Linked DNA regions of Mus musculus: region 1 is linked to region 2. A link is a contact called in public promoter capture Hi-C data. All regions are on one chromosome and are shown on one strand. The core of a region is the stretch at or near the end of the contact, and the rest is flanking DNA. Distances in the headings are between cores, read along the strand shown.

The links. Promoter capture Hi-C pulls out the DNA fragments that hold promoters and counts their contacts.
Region 1: a promoter capture Hi-C map of embryonic stem cells shows a contact between it and region 2. The contact joins the promoter of Vstm4 here to the promoter of Chat in region 2. A contact is called at or near these places in 2 of 39 promoter capture datasets (embryonic stem cells and liver).

The regions. Positions count from the first base shown.
Region 1 is chr14:32,851,325-32,858,416 of GRCm38.p6, reverse strand. It overlaps Vstm4 (V-set and transmembrane domain containing 4), which reads right to left and starts at 1,661. Exons shown (of 8, transcript NM_178791.5): 1 at 1,451-1,661. The coding sequence starts at 1,505.
Region 2 is chr14:32,464,078-32,470,866 of GRCm38.p6, reverse strand. Chat (choline acetyltransferase) reads left to right here and starts at 4,958. Exons shown (of 16, transcript NM_009891.2): 1 at 4,958-5,060. It overlaps Slc18a3 (solute carrier family 18 (vesicular monoamine), member 3), which reads left to right and starts at 6,017. Exons shown (of 1, transcript NM_021712.3): 1 at 6,017-6,789. The coding sequence starts at 6,443.

The DNA of each region.
Region 1 (7,092 bases), core at 412-2,911, 390 kb before region 2:
GAAGCACACTGCTTTGTAGCATCATGGGCTGCTGAGGAGGGGCAATAAGCAGGGAGGCCTCCAAACCTAGCCCACCAGTTATCCACTGTGAGTCATCACCTATAACTACCTCCAGGTCAGGGCAAATACTGCCTTGTTTTGTGACAGAGGAAGAAACACGCTCAAGTGAACTTCAGGCCAAATGTAGTTCTAAGGCAATTAGATGTATCTCCCCAGTGTATCCTCATTAGCTGCTAATTCTCATTTTACAGCCAAGATGGAGGTCCAGAGAAGCTGAACAACTTGCTCAAGCTCACACAGCGCATAGCAGAGATGAAATTCAAAACTACGGGATCTGACTTCAAAGACGACTGGTAGTCACTGCTCTGAACCACAGCTTGGCTTTTAATAAGTACTTGAACTGATAGTTTTCTTTTCTGCGAGATGAATGGTGGGACTGGGTGACCAATAAGCTCCCACTCTACCCCTAAATGAAGGCCGAAGACTGTGCAGGCCCTGAGAGTGGGTTTATACGTGAAGTATGTTGGCCTTTCCCTTGCAGATGGAGGTCAGGAGCCATAGGGGAAGCATCTGGTGGAGTGAATGACAGACCCAGGTGAAGGATGATAAGCAGGAGCTACAGGGTGACCCTGGGTACATCCAGGTTGGAATCTAAAGGGTTCAAATTTTCATACCTGTCCCTCTCGTTCTTTGTTTTTAAAATGGGGCTAAAACTGCGCTGTCCTTAGAGGTTGGTGGACTGATAAACTGAGCCAATGTTTTACGCAGTATTTGGATTGATAAAACCTTGATGTTCTTACTTTGAAACACCACTGTGATTAAATGAGATAGTGTACACCTCTTGCTGGTAGTCACCTGGGAAGGGAGAGTCACTAATATACCTTTTGCTGGGGACGGAGCGAAAGAGGTTCTTCAACCGCTGTAAGTGGGAGCCATAAAACTGTGCAAGCCAACAGAGGTGGCCCCCAAAGAAGTGTGTTTGTGGGAAAGGATTCTGATGGATGACACCCTGTCTAACCAGATTTGACCATCTCAGAAGACTCACTAGTAAATCCTCAGTGCCCAGTAGGCTGGGAAGATCCGGTCGCTCCTGACCTCATTTCGGAGCGTCTCCAAAGATAGTTAAAGGAAAGTTGGTGCTGGCAGCAGCTGCGGGTCTCGACTACTACGAAAGACAGAAAGAAGGCGCCGACTTGGGGCTCTGATCGGGCTGGCTTCGCCCTGAGCTCCGCGGCCTGCGACTCAGAAGGGACCAGGAGCTGTCCCGAGAGCAGGTCCCCATCGCGGGACACGGGCAGGACTAGGGACCGGAGGAGACCTGAGTCGGCGCCGCCGTTGCGCCGCCAGGATCGCGGGGTACGAGTGAGTCTCCAGGACCCCATGTAACCCTGGCCTCCCCTCCCGCTCGAGCCCCGGCCTCCCGCGCAGCCGCCCGCCGCGCCGCGCTTACCCGGGGCCGGACCCAGCAGCACGGCCGCCGCCAGCGCTAGGAGCCGCAGCCGCATCTTCCCGCCGCCTCCGCCCGGCGCTGTGACCCGGGAGAGCGCCGCCGCCCGCCGGGCCCGGCCCGCCCCTCGGCCTCCAGCCACAGTTCGGGCCAGCGCTGCTGGGTCTCTGGGTCTACGCCGAGCTGGAGGAGCGGCCTCTCCATCCACTAACTGGGCCAGCCCACGGTGTCCCCTTTCACCACGCCCACGTCTCAGATGAGAAAACTGAGGTGACCCTGGAGATTCACGTTGTACAGAGCTAAGGCGTCCAGGAGGACGTTGTAACGTTGGACGTTGTCCAGGAGACCTTTAGCTCTCCTTGTTCCAAACCCAATTATTCCTAAGAAGGATCCAGAAACTTAGGTACTGGGTTCATCTACAAACCCTGAGCCTGGACAGCACACACACCAGGCATTCCCATCGAGAAGGCTCACAGCAGCTGAGAAACAACTTTCCACTGCTGCCTTGAACTTGGAGAAGGAGATGGGGGCTGGGTGAGGATCCCTGGAAAGTTAAAGGGTTCCCACAGAAGAGTTCAACTTTCCAGGTGAGAGCCTAGAATGTCTGTCATCTCCACGTGCCTCTGAGTCTTCCATCAGTTGCTCTGCTGCAAAGAAATGGTCCCACCCTTGCTACGTTGTTTACCAAATCAGGCTAAAGTTTGACACCCAATGCCTGGTGGTGAACATCAGCAGTCATTTTGTGCTTTATTTGGGGTTCCTTTGTGTGTGTCCAGGATGGGGGTTGGGGGTTCAGAAAACACCACCAGTCAAGTAGAACTTTGTTAAAAGTGGTCCTTGGGGGTGGGCAGGTGGATGAGCAAGGGGGAGGGAGGGTGGGATAGGGGTTTCTGGAGGGGAAACTTGGAAAGGGGATAACATTTGAAATGTAAATAAATAAAATATCCATTTTTTTAAAGTGGTCCTTGGAAGTGGGAGGAGGAGGAGTGGGAAGAGGAGCAAGGGGAAGAGGAAGAGAGAGAGGAGGCAGAAGAGGAGAAACAGAAGTCCCACATCCTTCCACTTCAAGGGCCTGAGGAAGATGGGGAGGGGTGGAGCAAAGCAAGAGAGGTCCTGCCAGGGGGTACTGACCCAGCCAATGGCTACCGACTCCGGGGCAGCTTCAGGGTGGACTGTCCACTCTTTCTGGTTATGTCAGTGGGCTTTGCCCTCTGGGACCTGATCCCAGGGAGAGCCTTCCATGCAGCACAGCTTCCTAGGGACTGGACTTAGCACCAGGAAAGCCAGGATGGAAACAGCAGCTTCCTCAGAAAGCCAGGCCTGCGGAAGCTGAGCTGCTGGGTCAGGCACCAGGGCAAGAAGTAAGGCGACATGAGTGTCATCCCAACTACAAAGAAGGTGGAGGTTTGTTAGTGTAGTCAACTTAACAAGACCTTTTCTACTTTGAATCCCTCCCGGTCAAAGGGTGGTGATGGTGCAGTGCTTGCACCATCAGTAATAAACACATACACATACACACGCACACACACAAAGCAGGGGGACAGAGTTTATGGTCAAACTGAGTCCTACAGTCCAAGAATGCAAACATCCTTCCAAGACGTCCATAAAACAGCACAGAAACTACTCTGCAGGCATGAATAAGTCAGTGACATATTTGATTCCTTCTGTGAGGCCCCAGGTTGAATAAACTGAGGTTCAAAGTGGACCCAAAACATGTCCAGGTTTCTATGGACACGTGGGTTTTTTTTTCTTTGTATGCTCTCTCGAGTGTGCGTGCGTGTGTGTATGTGTGTGTGCGCGTGTGCGTGCGTGTGTGTGTGTGTGTGTGTGTGTGTGTGTGTGTGTGTGCACGTGTGTGTGTGCACGTGTGTGTGTGCACGTGCGCGAGTGCCCATGCATTCATATACACAGACCAGAACATTACCATCACCTGTCAAAATAGAGCCACCAGCTGGGACCCAAGTTTCAACACTTTCCTGTGGGGGACATTTTATAGTCAAACTATAGCAATAAGTGTTACTTTGGTGCCAGGGACTCTGCAGGCTAGCTGGGTACAACAATCTGGTCCAGTCCCTAGGAGGCAGAAAAAAGAGAACCGTAGATCAAAAGGATCTCGAGCAAGGGAGTTAGAATAAATCATATAGACCTGTGAGAGGCCACCTGTATAAGTGACCAGGGGAAAATGTGCCTCTGACCATCAGTTTTCAAATACAAGATGAAGCACCTCAGGCCAGCCTTGCACTCTTAATGAATAAAACCACCACTGAGCAAAAAGAAATAGGAGATGCACAAAATAGAGGCAGTTAAAAAGACCCAGGTATTGTGGATCCTAAAATAATTGCCGAGAAAGATATTACTGAGAAAGAGATTACTGACAGTGTTGAAAATTTTATTATGCTACTGTGTGCTACATGAGTGGTACTCCCTGGATATGGTTCTGAAAACAACGTGTTGATGTTAGCACTTGGGGTCTGGTGTTAAGAGACATGACAGACTACTCTTAAATAAACAAGTAATTGAAATAAAATAAGTATCTATAGCATGTACTCTAAAGTGTGTGTAGAGAGACTGACATGCAGAGAAGGGCCCGGCGAGGAGATGAGACACTAGGTAAACAGCATACAGACTTTAACGTTTAACTGCAACTTTTGTTGTGTTTCGAAGTAAAATCTAGAAATGACCATTTGTTTATGGCCAGTGCAGTGGCCAGTGCCTGTGGTCCTAGCTACTTGGGAGGCTGAGGCAGGAGGATTGCTTGAGTAGATTAGTTCAAGGTCAGCCTTAACAATAGTAGATATCATCTTTAAAAATAAAATGTTTGGGCTAGTGAGATGGCTCAGAGGGAGTGGGGCCTCTCCTAGAAGCCTGAGAGCTGGAATATTGATGTCTAGAACCCTCTAAAAGCCAGCAGGGTGTGGCAGCCCATCTGTAATCTGTATTCCTACTGCAAGGTGGGCAGAGACAGGAAATCACTGAAACAAGCTAACTAGCCAGACTGGCAGAAAAGAAAAACTTCAGGTTCAACACAAGGCCAGCCTCAATATACAATGGAGAGAACGATTAAGGAAGATAATGTCACTGTTGAGCCTCCACTCATATCATGTGTGTGTGTGTGTGTGTGTGTGTGTGTGTGTATACACACATTCATATATGTATATGTTTGTATGTATGTGTGTGTGCCACACAAATGCAAAACACACTCACACATAAGTGCCACACACATACATACACACAAAATGTTTACTGACTAAGATATTCTCACCTTTATTTGACTGATAGCTGGTTACAAGCATCCTATAGTTTTCTAAGATACCATGCCAATTTCCACAGGTCAGTTATTACAAGTTGCCATTGATGCACAATCCTCCTCCAGTTTCAGAGATGTTTTCACACAATAGATCACCTAAGCTTTTATACATCTAAGATGAGCACGTGGCTATCAGAAAGTGCCCATGTTAGCCTCCTAGTAATTAGGAAACAGAAAGTTGAGACATCTTACCACGTCTGACACAGTGGTGCATACTTGCCGAGACAGAGTTCTGAGTATCTGTATGCAGAAGGAAAGACTACCAGCTTGGAGCAGTTCCAAACCAAAAGCCTTATGGAAGCAACAGAGGTCAAAGGAAGGAAGGAAGGAAGGCAGGATGGTCAATGGAGCTGTGTACATGGAAGCCATCAGCTCTCTGCTGGGAATGACAGCTTCACTATCCAGAACCAACCACGAATCACCCTCAGCTGCATTCACCCCTAAACTCACCTAAGGGGCAAGCTGGTTCCACACAACATCATATAAAATTAATGTTGTTAGTTTGGGCATCTTGTTATTATAATTATGTGTATTTAATGTATGAATCTTCTGGTTCGCAGTTGTAGTTCTAAAGTTGGGTGTCGATGTGAGTGTTGCTTAAACCGCTTCAGCAGCAGTAACTTGAATCAGCACAGTTTTAGGAAGCGTGTTGTTGACGTCAAGAAAAGACAGAGCCCTTCCTTCCGCTCGACTCGAGACTCGACCCCCGGGCTACCTTGCCAGCAGAGTCTTGCCCAACACCCGCAAGGGCCCACACAGGACTCCCCACGGGACCCTAAGACCTCTGGTGAGTGGAACACAGCGCCTGCCCCAATCCAATCGCGTGGAACCTGAGACTGTGGTACATAGGGAAGCAGGCTACCCGGGCCTGATCTGGGGCACAAGTCCCTTCCGCTCCACTCGAGCCCCGGGCTACCTTGCCAGCTGAGTCGCCTGACACCCGCAAGGGCCCACACAGGATTCCACACGTGATCCTAAGACCTCTAGTGAGTGGAACACAACTTCTGCCAGGAGTCTGGTTCGAACACCAGATATCTGGGTACCTGCCTTGCAAGAAGAGAGCTTGCCTGCAGAGAATACTCTGCCCACTGAAACTAAGGAGAGTGCTACCCTCCAGGTCTGCTTATAGAGGCTAACAGAGTCACCTGAAGAACAAGGTCTTAACAGTGACAACTAAAACAGCTAGCTTCAGAGATTACCAGATGGCGAAAGGCAAACGTAAGAATCATACTAACAGAAATCAAGACCACTCACCATCATCAGAACGCAGCACTCCCACCCCACCTAGTCCTGGGCACCCCAACACAACCGAAAATCTAGACCCAGATTTAAAAACATTTCTCATGATGATGATAGAGGACATCAAGAAGGACTTTCATAAGTCACTTAAAGAATTACAGGAGAGCACTGCTAAAGAGTTACAGGCCCTTAAAGAAAAGCAGGAAAACACAGCCAAACAGGTAGAAATCATTAAAGAAAAACAGGAAAACACATCCAAACAGGTGATGGAAATGAACAAAACCATACTAGAACTAAAAGGGGAAGTAGACACAATAAAGAAAACCCAAAGCGAGGCAACGCTGGAGATAGAAACCCTAGGAAAGAGATCTGGAACCATAGATGCGAGCATCAGCAACAGAATACAAGAAATGGAAGAGAGAATCTCAGGTGCAGAAGATTCCATAGAGAACATCGACACAACAGTCAAAGAAAATACAAAATGCAAAAGGATCCTAACTCAAAACATCCAGGTAATCCAGGACACAATGAGAAGACCAAACCTACGGATAATAGGAATTGATGAGAATGAAGATTTTCAACTTAAAGGGCCAGCTAATATCTTCAACAAAATAATAGAAGAAAACTTCCCAAACATAAAAAAAGAGATGCCCATGATCATACAAGAAGCCTACAGAACTCCAAATAGACTGGACCAGAAAAGAAATTCCTCCCGACACATAATAATCAGAACAACAAATGCACTAAATAAAGATAGAATATTAAAAGCAGTAAGGGAGAAAGGTCAAGTAACATATAAAGGAAGGCCTATCAGAATTACACCAGACTTTTCACCAGAGACTATGAAAGCCAGAAGAGCCTGGACAGATGTTATACAGACACTAAGAGAACACAAATGCCAGCCCAGGCTACTATACCCGGCCAAACTCTCAATTACCATAGATGGAGAAACCAAAGTATTCCACGACAAAAACAAATTCACACAATATCTTTCCACGAATCCAGCCCTTCAAAGGATAATAACAGAAAAGAAGCAATACAAGGACGGAAATCACGCCCTAGAACAACCAAGAAAGTAATCATTCAACAAACCAAAAAG
Region 2 (6,789 bases), core at 3,709-6,208:
CCAAGAACAGCAACAAAAATACCCAACCAAACAAATAAAATTAAATAAAATAAATATTCACATCACTGGGAGAAACATCTTCACAAGAGAAGAAAGACATTCATTGCAACACTGTAACATCAAGAATCAGGAAAAACTCAGATCTATCTTCAAGTAGAAGTCAGTGGGAAATTAATACTATACTTTTTATTTTATCAAGAACAAAGAACACTATGGTATTGTTGGGGAGAGATGGATCATCAGTTAAAAGTACTGCCTGTTCTTCTAGAGGTCTTGAGTTCAATTCCCAGCAACCACACAGTGGCTCACAACCATTTATACTGATATTTGATGCCCTCTTCTGGCATGCAGGTGTATATTCAGATAGAGTACATAGAGTATATATATGATATAATAATTCCTTAAAACAAACAAAAAACACCATAGTATAATAGCAGCTAAGAAAAAACTTAGTACCATAGAGATAACTGAACAGTTGCAAGCACTTCCTGCTGCTGTGGAGGACCAAGGTTCTGTGCCAGCATCTACATGACAGTTCACAACATCTGCAACTCCAGTTCCAGGGGGTCTGGTGCCCTCTGCTGACGAGTGCATGTGCGTGGCATGCATGTGGTACACAAACTTGCATGCAAGCAAGAAACCCACATACATAAAAATCAATAAACCTTTAAAGAAAAGAAGAACCATAACTCTCTTTGTATGAGCTAACATGGACTTATTGTTAAGTAGAAAATGAGAGAGCCCCAGAATGACACATATATAGCAAGACACATTAAAATACACTTAACTAAACACAGTGCTGTTTGTTAAATTTTATATGAGCTCATAGCTATGCATAGAAAGCTTTAGAAGGGGCTTGGAAATATACATAAAAATGGTAATGGTGGCAGGGACTAAACATCTATCTAACACCATGATTTCCATTAGCAGAATGTATTTTCATTTCAATAAACGTAGAGCTGAATTTGAAGCCCACTCACACACCAGCTCCCATGCAGCACTGTGGCCAATCCCTCATGAACAGACAGAGCCTGCCTGAGGCGCTCTCAGGCTGGCGTGAGCAGGGCTCCAACAGAGTTGTGGCATACTCCTGAAATACAGGCACTTGGGAAGCTGAGGCAGGAGGATTTTGAGAGTTCCAGGCCAACAAAAGAAGACAATAACAACAAACTTGCTGGCTTTCCAGTGGGCAGAGTGAGCCGCTGTGGTTGGTTAGAGAAGGTCTGGAAACAGGAAGACTGGGAGGCCGTGTACCAGGAGAAGAAGCAAGACCCAGGTAGCAAGTGGTGTGTGGGGCTCTGTGACCAAGCTGGGAACTTGCCTATAGTTTGGTGCAGTGCAATTTGGTGCAGTGTGGGTGTGCATTGGCCAGTGAGGAGGGGGCCCAGTTGAGAACTGTTGAGCGCCCCAGTCTTGGGGAAGGTGGAGAGTCTGGTGCAGTGTGCAACCTTCCTAACATTGCTTGTCCTTTAACACAGTCCCTCTCATTGTGGTGACCCCCAACCATAAAACTATCTTAGTTGCTACTCCATAGCTGTAATTTTGCAACTGTTATGAATCTGCGGTTTTTGACAGTCATTCAATTTCCCCAAAGGAGGTGTGACCCACAGGTTGAGAACCACTGGTCTGTGGCAAATCTTGGAGAGGGAAATGAACCTCAAGAAGTCATTGAATTGAAGTGCAAAAGAAACCTGAGGGCTAAAGTCACAGTGATCTGGGGCCAGGCTTTCTATCAGAATGCATGTGAGGTATCTGCTACTCAAAAGGCCGCTCATTGGCCAGGCCCTTTCTCTGGAAGCTGTAGAGAGCAGATCAGGGCCCACTTACTGGTACAGAAGACACTGTCTTTACCCTTCTGTACCTACTCCATTGTCCGAGTCTGGGCATTCAGGATGGGCTGGCCAAGGGCAGCAAGGCAGACACATAGTCCTCTGGCTTCCAGCCATCAGACTTTTCCGGGAATGGCTGACGTGGGCCACTCTGTTCTTTTGAATCTGAGCCTATGTAGCAGTAGAGGCCTAATTAATTAAGTAATGCTGAAGCCTTGGGACTCTCCCAAAGGCAGCACACAGGGGAGGGGTTGGTGAGGCCTGAGAACGTTCTACCCCACCCCCATCCCCAGTGCTGGAATCCAGAGGCTCCTGAGTGTCATTGGAACTAAAGCCTGCACTTAAGTGCTTCCACAGAGACAAAGAAATCATAAATCAAGAGCGGGCAACCCCGCCCACGCACTGCTAACCACCACGCCAACCTGCTTCTCCAGACACCCAGGCAGTTTGCAGCTCAGAAATGAAGCCAGAATAGGCTGATCTCTCCCTCCACAGCAGCACCTACAGACCCATGACCCCAAGAAGGCACTGCTGCAGAATGGCTGCTCCCACCCTCTCTCCAGACTCCCCCACCCCAGAACTTCACACTCTCTACCCACTCCCCACAGCACTGATTCATAATGGAGCAGGTTTTTGGTTTATCAGACTAAGGCCACGGTGTGGCCACTGAATAAAATGAGAAGAAAGGTTGTCATCCAAAACCCACCACCCACTCTGAAGCTGTTAGGTGATAATGAAGCTCACTGAGTACCCAGCATTGAGCCCTGAGACCATGTGGTGAGTTCCTTGTTGTGTGCTGGCTGGCCCTGTGGCCAGGAGATGAACATGGAAGCCAGATCTGACCAGGATGAATTACTTCACTACGGTGTCCCCAACTATAGAAGGGTAATATGAATGCTGATAATGTGATTAAATGAGTTACTACATGCTTATCACACTGCCTGACACATTTCTAGCTTTTTTTTAATAGATCTAATAAAGAAACACCTCCTTTACTCAATCATCTTATATGTATCCTGTAGTAACAATTTCTACATTCTGAATGAAAAGGAGAAAAACATGCTTCTATTTTTCCTCCAAGACTGGATAGGAAATTTCCTCTTGCATATGAGTTATGCTCAAATACAGAAGTCTCTGGAAAGGAGTTTGCCAAGCACCAGTATGAGGGAAAAGCCACAGGCACAAAAACACGGCAAGGACTGGCCGGCCCCTGGAAGGCTTCCAGCAGCAAACCGTCCAGCACCACGGACAGTTCCAGCGAGCCACTAGGCCTGGAAGGGAAGTTGTCCTTCTGGCCTGGCACATCTGGGAGAGGGAGCCTTTTGCTGAAGGGGGTCTGTCTTCCCCTGACTGTGACCCCTGTATCCTTCAGATGTAAAAGCTCTGCCTTCTTATTTGGGAGCTAAAGACCTGGAAGAATCCAGCCCATTGCCTTCCTCACTCCAGTTTTTATGCCTCTTGCCCTTACCCTGCCAAGGTGTGCCACACTGCAGATGGAGTGATAGAGGCATAATGAAACACAAAGAAAAGGGAGGTGGCATGAAGACCATGAAGCAGGTCTTAACAGCCTGGAACCAGATGTGCCAGGGCATAAGAACAACTTCCCTGTGGGGGGTGTGATGGGGGCAGATAGCATCTTTGCTGTACCAGGATTGAGGAAGGATGAAGTAAGAGTATACCCATGGCCCTGGCACAGAACAAGTGAGTCCGCATCTTGTCATAGAGGAATGGAGGAGGCGAGAGTTGGGTGTGAGTCCCAAAATGAACTGGCTTCATTCTCAGGAACAGCTAAGGATTATTATGTGGGCTGGAGAGCCAAGAGACGAGGTCTGCAGCTTGCTAGGACTGGGAAGTTTATTTTTTGGAAGATTCTACTGTCTGTTAACCACTAGAGAGAAAACTGCTGCCTCCCGTGTCATCCTGCCTCCTGATTTTACTCAGACGGCGCGACAATATATGAATAAATAATCGTTACCATGTAGGGTGTGGAATACCTCTTTAAAAACCATCAGTGTAGCTTTTGTAGAAAAGTCAGAGGAACCCAGAGTATTCTTAAACTAGAGTGTCTGGAGAGCCAAGCAGGTGACAGAGTACATGGAGCAAGCTGAGGGAAAGCGAGTCTCTGGAGTATGTGCTATGAACAAAGGCAGTGGGATAATATTTAAAGTCGTTTTGCTGCACTTTCAGCAGTGTGAATTTTGGTAACCTCTTGATGAACAGAGGCCAAGTGGGCCAGAGGTAGGGCAACTGTGACTTGCCCAACATTATCCAGAGCCACAGCTGTCCTCATATTTAGGCTTCTTCCCTCATTTTAAGGGCAGCTGGGCCATCACAGGGCATGTGACTGGGCAGCTCTCTACTTAGGTGAGTCTCCTCCTTTCAGGAGTACCTGTGTACGGGGTTGAGAGGTTGGGCTAGACCACTTGAGTGCTGCCTTCTCTCCCTGACTCTGGTCTCTGTCACATCATCTTGCAGCTGGCATAAGAAGAGAAGCCAACTTTCCAGCTCTTTCTGTATCTTCTACCAGCTCGGACAGAGACCAGGCTCACAATGCCTTCCCACTCGAGGGATAAGCCAGAGAGTCAGGATGGCCCTGGTGTCTGTCTGCTCTTCACAAGACCCTCCACTGTGACATGAACACAGGGCAGAGCATGTCACAGCAACAATGGCAAATACTGATGCTTCTCATCATGCGTGTACCACACCCTAAGCTGTAGGTACTCCATTTTACAGATAAATAAAGGGACAGTGGGGGCAGAAGGAGAAACAACGTCTCCCTTGGCACTGTTATCTAGTAAGTGGTAGCTCTGGAAGCCATCCTATTTGTCTGCCTCTGGAGCCCAGATCACGATGTCTCCTTCCCGGGTGGGAAGCCCAGTGGAAGAAGCTAAATCCGAGGCTAGCTTGGGATCTGAAGGCTCCTGTGATTCCGCAAGACAGGGAAAGTCCAATCTCAACGTCACCACCACCTCCAATCTCAGCTGACTGGCATCCTCTCTCCTTCCAGTCTGTGGACTGGAACTCGGGCCTCACGTGCCATCTAGGGTCAAAACTCTTCTGAGGACACACTGGGCCCAACGCATAGGCTGATCTGTTCAGCCTGTCGCCTGCAAATCAGGACGCTCAGCGTGTGCAGCCCTCCCGGAAGGAAGGTGAGCCTTCCTAAGCCTCTACTGACAGCAAAGCTGCAGAGGCCCTGCTGCGTGAGACCCAGAAGCTTCCACGCCACTTGTGAGCCCCACTCAAGACTTGGAGGCGGCCGGGGTGGGGGTGGGGTGAGGAAATGCAGAAAAGTGGGCGGAGGCTCTCAAGAGCAGAGGGAGGGTAAGGTCTGGAGAGAAGAGGGCCAGGGAGGAGTTAGAAAGAGGAGTGGGAGAGTAGAAAGGAAGGGAAAATAGGCGGAGCTGGGGGGGGGGGGGGGAGAGACCCGCGCCCGGAAAGCCGAAAAGGAGAGGCCAGGTAGGGGGAGGTCAAAAAGTGTTAGTTTTGACTTCCAGGACCCTGGGTGCAAAGAACGACTCCTCCTCTCAATACTCAAACCCTTAAAGACTGGAATTAGCTGCTAAGACTTTCTGCCTAAGGGCAGGTGGGTCGGAACCAGACCCTGAAGGCTCTGTACCTTCCCCCTCCCTTCCCGGAGGAGGGGATGAGACGGGCTGGGGGCGGGATTGAGGAAGGGGGTTGCTTGCGCTGTGCCTCTGGGTCCCGGCTGCGTGTTCCAGCTGCGAGAACAGATGGAGGCAGCGCGGCTCACCTCGGGGGCTCCGTGCCCGCTGTGCGCCGAAGTCCAGGCTGAGGAGGAGGTCTAGAGCCCCCGGCTCTCCCGTCTCCCACCAGGCTGCGGGGAACCGGCTGCCGCACCCCTCCTCCCAATTGGGGGAACCTCACCCCTATAGGTCCCAGAACTGGGGGAAACATAGGGCCGGTTCCTTCCACTGCTCACCCATCCCCAGGGGCTTGTCTAGGACTACAGCTCGCCAAGATCCCCTTCCCCTTGCTCCCAACCTGGAAACATCTCGGAAGCGGACCCCTGCCCGGACGCGCCCCGCCCCCGGCCCCCGGCCCCCGCCCCGACGACGTCCTATTAGCATGAGCGACGCCAGTGGCCCGGGCACCACTCGGGGGCCGAGACTCACCGCGTCATAGCCCCAAGTGGAGGGAGAAAAAAAAAAAAAAAGAGAGGCGGCGGTGGAGGAAGAGGCAAGAGCGGACGCGCGGGGAGGGCTGGAGAGACGGCGGGCGGCGGCAGCATGCCCCTGGGCGGGTGCACACGGCCTCTCTGCGCGGCAGGGGCTGCTCCTGCTCTCTCTGGGCACCGCGCGTCCAGTCTCCCGCCTCAGCCCCTCGGCTTGCCGGCCTCCGCGGTTGCATCCGAAACAGCGGCAACTGGTCCCTGGAGCATCTAAGAGCAGCGGCGCCGCGCGGGACAATCCTTGATTTTTTTTTTTTTTTCTCCTGAGCTCGGGGATATGAACCCCACAGCCACCTGAAGCACAGGGGGCGCTACGCGGCTAGGACCGCGCCCCCGAAGTACCGTACCCTAGCCTCTGCACTGCGGGACGCCGACACCCGACTCCGGTGGAGGCATCTTAGGAAGAGCAGCGGGTAGGGGCATGGAACCCACCGCGCCAACCGGTCAGGCCCGGGCGGCGGCCACCAAGCTGTCGGAAGCAGTGGGAGCCGCGCTACAAGAGCCCCAGAGGCAGCGGCGCCTGGTGCTGGTCATCGTGTGCGTTGCACTGTTACTGGACAACATGTTGTACATGGTCATCGTGCCCATTGTTCCCGACTATATCGCTCACATGCGCGGGGGCAGCGAGAGCCCTACCCTGATCTCTGAGGTGTGGGAACCCACCCTGCCGCCGCCCACTCTGGCTAATGCCAGCGCCTACTTGGCCAACACCTCGGCGTCCCCGACGGCTGCCGGGTCGGCTCGGTCAATCCTGCGGCCTCGCTACCC